Linked DNA regions of Anser cygnoides: region 1 is linked to region 2. A link is a contact called in public Hi-C data. All regions are on one chromosome and are shown on one strand. The core of a region is the stretch at or near the end of the contact, and the rest is flanking DNA. Distances in the headings are between cores, read along the strand shown. Region 1 holds the start of IHH (Indian hedgehog signaling molecule). Region 2 holds the start of CYP27A1 (cytochrome P450 family 27 subfamily A member 1).

What was found. Hi-C and Micro-C count contacts between places; a contact is called where the count stands out from the background.
Region 1: a contact with region 2 is called in a Hi-C map of liver, with 9 times the contacts expected there. The contact joins the promoter of IHH here to the promoter of CYP27A1 in region 2. A contact is called at or near these places in 3 of 7 Hi-C or Micro-C datasets (fetal liver and liver).

The regions. Positions count from the first base shown.
Region 1 is chr6:32,224,361-32,227,060 of Taihu_goose_T2T_genome, reverse strand. IHH (Indian hedgehog signaling molecule) reads left to right here and starts at 1,382. Exons shown (of 3, transcript XM_048079692.2): 1 at 1,382-2,256. The coding sequence starts at 1,954.
Region 2 is chr6:32,070,528-32,073,227 of Taihu_goose_T2T_genome, reverse strand. CYP27A1 (cytochrome P450 family 27 subfamily A member 1) reads left to right here and starts at 1,393. Exons shown (of 9, transcript XM_066999464.1): 1 at 1,393-1,658. The coding sequence starts at 1,413.

The DNA.
Region 1 (2,700 bases), core at 133-2,632, 150 kb before region 2:
CTGCGTGTTGCAGGCTGCAGCGCTCCTTCGGGTCTGGGTTCGGGTCACCGGGAGCCGTAGGACGCTTCTCCCTGGCGGTGTGCTGCACCCTCAGCGCTGCCCCCAGACACTCCCGTTCCCCGCTCCTCGTGGCAGCGATGAGCACGGTGGGGAGCTGGGCTCGCTCCTCGTGGCAGTGCAAAGCAGCCCGGGGGACCTTGCGGACTTAAGCCGGGCTCTGCTTCTCCTGTGCCTGTGATGCACGGAGAGCCGTGCCCTTGCTGCAGCCCCAGGGAAGGCAGAGGCGGGGCTGGGGAGTGGTGCTGGGACAGGTCTCTGCTCTGCCTGTTGGCTGCCTTAGGATGCTCTGCTGGAAGAGGCAGCTGAGATGTGCAAGTGTTGTGGCTGGGGGGGCTGCTGGCCAGCCCCTCTTGCTCCACCACGTGCGGGTGCAGCAGCAGGACGCCCACGCCGTCCCACGCAGCGGCAGGGCTTCGCAGAGCTCTGGGCACGGCTTTTGGCTGCGTGGCTGCGGAGTACAAAACCCAGATGGAGAAACCTCCGGCCGGCTTTGCTCCCACAAGGGAGATGGTCCTTTGGGGCCAGTGGGCAGCAGCATCCCAAGCACATGGGTGCTGCTGGCTGCATCCCTCTCACCCGAACCTCTCGGTGCCGATGAGGCCAGCGCAGACCTGCGGGCAGAGCCGGGCTGCTGGCCGGGCCGCTCCAGCCTGGCCTTCCCGGGTACCCCTTGGAGCTCCCCGTGCCCACCAAAGGGCACCGTGGTGAGGGGGCATCCCCCCGAGGGCTGCGTGTGCAGGGGTGTCCCAAGGCCACCGCCTCACCTGGGGAGGTGCCGGGGAACCAGCGGGGTGCGCGCAGAGCCCTGCCGGACCCCTCCCCAGCGCACAGCTGGGGCAGAACCGGGGGGGGCCCCGCGAAGCCTCGCTCCTGAAATCAGGGTGTTGTATTTACTTTCCCCTTTTGGCAGCTAGAAGGGGAAGCCCATCCCAGCCCCTCATTGTTGTCTCAGCGAGTTAATCAGATGCCATAATCCTGTTGTGGAAATATCGGGCCTCCCTGGAAACAATGGGGAGCGAGAATATTGTGGTTAAATTTCAACCAGCTGCCTCCCTGCTCTGTTTGATCCCCGCCCGCAGGCCCGGGCCCCTGGCGAGCAGGCGGCGCGGCGGGGGCCGGAGCCCCGGGGGTGCCACCCCGTGCCCACGCCGCGCCGGGGGAGCCCCCGGGGGGGCGGCCGGGGCAAAAAAAGGGGGTGCGAGGAAGGGGGGGGGGGAAGCTTGGCGGTCCGGGAGCGTCCCGGGGCGGCCCCGGGGGGCAGGTGGCGGCGGGCGGCCCGGCGGGGTGGGCTGCGGGCCCCGGGGCTCGGCCGGGGGGAGGAGGCTGCGGGCGGCCCGGGGCAGGTTCCGCGGGGAGGAGGCGAGGGAGGGAGGGCGCAGGGAGGCTGGGACACGGGCAGGGTGCGGTCCTGGCGGTTCCCGGTCCCGGATCTCTTCAATTTCCCCTCTCACTCCTGCCCGGGGAGCGGAGGCAGCGGCGGCTCCGGTCTCCTGCTCCAGCCCCGCCGCGCTGACCGCCAGGGCGCAAACCGCGGGGGGCTCCGGGCAGCGCCGAGCCCCGCGCCCCGCAAGCGGCCGCTCTCCTGCCAAAACAAACGGCCCTTCGCTATTTATTGCCGCCGCCGGGGCACGGCAGCTCAGAGCGGGCCGACACCGCCACCGGGCAGCCGGAGCGCACCCGCGCCGGGCACCCGCTCCTCGCCACCGCAAGGCACCGCCGCCGCCACCGGCACCGCCACCGCCACCGCCGCCGCCACCGGCACCTGCCCGCCGGCTGCGCCCCGCATGGGGAGCCCCGGGGCGGGCGGAGGGAGCGGCGGGCGAGCCTAACGGGGCCCCCGGAGCCCCCGGAGCCGCCGGTCCCCCGGGCCGCCCCGGGGCCGCCGGGCGCGCCATGAAGCCGGCGCGGCTGCTGCTGCTGCTGAGCGGGTGCGCGCTGCTGCTGGCGCCGGCCGTGCGCGGCTGCGGGCCGGGCAGGGTGGTGGGCAGCCGCCGCCGGCCGCCCCGCAAGCTGATCCCCCTCGCCTACAAGCAGTTCAGCCCCAACGTGCCCGAGAAGACGCTGGGGGCCAGCGGCCGCTACGAGGGCAAGATCGCGCGCAACTCGGAGCGCTTCAAGGAGCTCACGCCCAACTACAACCCCGACATCATCTTCAAGGACGAGGAGAACACCGGCGCCGACCGGCTCATGACCCAGGTAGGGCCCCGCCGCCGCTCCCTTCTCCCCCCCCCCTTCCCCTGCGCCGGGCACCTGCGGCCCCGCTCCGCTGCCGCCGGTGCCCGGCCGGGTGCCCCGGCGCGGCACGGACGGGACGGGGAGCTCGGGAGCAGCACCCCGCCTCGGCTCGCCGAGCACCCCGTCCGTCCCCCGAGGTGGCAGCGCCCTGCCCGGCTTGTCCCCGGCCCGTGTCCCGCCGTCCCCGCGGTCGCAGCACGCTGCCGCGCCGTGCCTCCGGCCGGCGGCTCCGGGACGCGGCGCTCCCCGGTGGGGCAGCACCCTGCCCCGCTGCGCCCTGCCGGCCCTTGCCCCTCTGCTCCGCGTAGCGGAGGGCAGAGCAGAGCCTGCAGGAGGAAAGGGGGCACGCAGAGGAGCCCCAGGAGCGCCTTGCTGGCCTCGTCCCGCGCTGCTGCCGAGCCCCCG
Region 2 (2,700 bases), core at 144-2,643:
CGCCCCGGCTCTGCCGGGTGTCTGCTGGAGCACGGGGCCCCTGCCCAGCGCCCCTCCAGCCCCCCGGGACCACCCAGCCCCGGCCCCGCTGCTGCAGGGCACGTCGGGCACCTGGAGCCCAGCCTGGGACAGCCCTCGTCCCCGAGAGGGACAGGGACGCAGCCACCCCTGGGGCTCTCGGGTGTCTGCCTGCCTGCCCCGGGGACAAAATGTCCCTGTCCAGGACTTTGACCTGATAAGGGCGGTCAATGATCAGCGGTGGGACGGCCCCAGCACGGCACGGGTCCCCGCTGCGGGCAGAGCAGTGCCCTGCCCGCCGTCCCCAAACCCGGTGGCAGCGCCAGGCTGGCCAGAGGGAACGTGTCCTGGGCACCGCCGCAGCAGTGACAGCTCGTGGGCTGGCAGGAGCTGGTGCTGCGCTCCCACTGCCGCGGCGACAAAGCAAAGTCGCCCCCAGAAAGGTGCCACAGCCACTCCGGGTGTCCCCACCCGGCTCCCTTGTGGGGTGGCTGTGCCCACCCTGAGCGCCCAACCCCTGCCCCAGGGGAGGGATGAGTGCCAGCCCAGGGCAGCCGTGGCTTACCAGCACCTTTGGCATCGTCCCTGTGGCCTGGAGCAGGTCCTCCCAAATGGCTGCACCAAGGGACGCTTCAGGGGACCGGAGGGGGGGCACGCAGGGGCTCTGCCACCTTCTCTGCGGGAGATGCAGGTCTGGGGGGGAGCAACAAGGGCGGGGACAAAGACGGGGAGAAAAATGGGGCAGGAACGGGAACAGGGAGAGATACGGGGACGGGGACCGGGCGAGGACAGGGAACGATGGGCGAGGTGTCAAGGCAGACAGGACAAGGACAGGGCAGGGCGGGGGGACAGCCGACCCGAGCATCAGGCCCAGCGGTGAGCTCGGTGCCACTGGGGGGTGTGCAGGACGCGGGCCGTGGCACCCAGCGCCCGGTACCGTGCCCGCTGCCGATGCTCGGCGAGCAGCACCCGGTGCCGGTACCGGTGCCAGCACCCCCAGCACACGCCACACGGTGCCCGGGGCGCTGTGCCTGCGGCGGTGCCACACCGGGGGCGCGGTGCCGTTACGCAGCACGCGGCGCCGGGCACCCGCTGCACGGCGCTGCCGGTGCCGGTTCCCGGTGCGTGATGCCGGCGCTACGCGGCACCCGGTGCCCGCGCCCCCCGCCCGGTACCGGCCGCGCGGTACCGGCCCCGGAACGCCCGCACCTCCCGGTGCAGCCCCCGGTGCGCGGTGCCGCTGCCCAGCTCCCGGCGCGCACGAGCGGCTCCCGGTGCCCGCTCCCCGGTGCCGGTGCCGCCCCCGCGCCGCCCCCCGCGCCTCCCCCGGTGCCGCCCCCCGCCGCCCCCGGTGCCTCCCCGCACCGCCCCGTCCCGTGCGCTGCCGACGGAGCATGGCGGGCCCGAGCGGCGGGGCTCGGCGGCCGCTGCTGCCGCTGCTCCTGCGCCCTCGCCCGCCGCCGCCGCCGCCGCCGCCTCCGCGCAGCCCGGGGCCGCCGCGCAGGGCCGGGAGCTCGGCGGCGGCGGCGGCGGGGCCGGCTCGGCTGAAGGGCCCCGCGGAGCTGCCGGGGCCGGGCTTGCTCAGGACTTTCGTCTGGCTCTTCCTGCGCGGCTACCTGCTGCACACCCACCGGCTCCAGGTGCCCGGGGAGGCGCGGCCGGCCGGCCGGGGGCTGCGGGCTGCCGGGGGGGCTGCGGGTCCCCGAGGGCGCAAGGGAGGTGGGGGGGATGGCGCCGTGGGCTGGGGGGGCTTTGGGGATGGGGTCGGGGAGAGCTGGGTGCCGGCGTGGGGGGTGAGCCCGCGAGTGACCGTGGGGAGCTGAGGGGGGAAAGCGCCCCGGCACCCGTGGGGGGGTGCTGGGGGGAGCAGCGCGCGGAGGGGCTGGCGGAGAAGCGGGTGGCACCCGATGGGTCCCGCCGGCTGCCTCGGAGTGCCCGAGCCGGGCAGGGCCACGCGTGCCTTGGCTTCCCCCCGAGGGCCAGGGGCTGCTCGCGGGGTGCCGGCATCCCCGGCCAGCCCCAGCTGCAGCGAGCTTGGGGGGCATCAGTTTGGGGGGGCAGATGTGGGGGCGAGCGGTGCCCGGGGATGCAGGGGAGGAACAGGCAGCTGTTTGTTTTCTTCTGTCGGCACTTCCTCATACGTCGGATGAAGCAAGCCATGGGCTTGGCTGGCCGCGAGCCAGGCGGCAGCCTCCAGCGCCCTGGAGCTCTGACCCGCCACAGCTGGGAGGAGGGCGCAGGATCAGGCCTCCCCGGCACCGCCGAGCAGCGGGCACCGCTGCCTGGGGAAGGGGCTGTCACAGGGGAAGGGGCTGTCACAGGGGAAGGGGCTGTCACAGGGGAGCAGGGGCTCGGGGAGCAGGCACAGGTCCCTGCTGCTCCCCTGGGGCTCCGAGCGTGGCCCGGCTTTGCAGCCAGCTCCGGAGGTGCCTTCCCCCGATGCCAGCAGCTTCTCCCAGCCCTGCTCTCCAAGGCCTGAGCCGTGCCGGGTCCTGGCCGTGAGCACACGCCAGCAGCAGGCTTCGACCCAGGATGCGGCCGCCTGCAGCCCCGTGCTCTCAGGGCGCACCGCCTGCGGCACCGGGGCGGCCGTCCCTCCCCCTCCTCCTGCCACCACGCGCGAGGAACGTCTCCCCGCGGTGACGAATCCAGATGAATCCGGGCTCAGGCTGCGATGCAGTC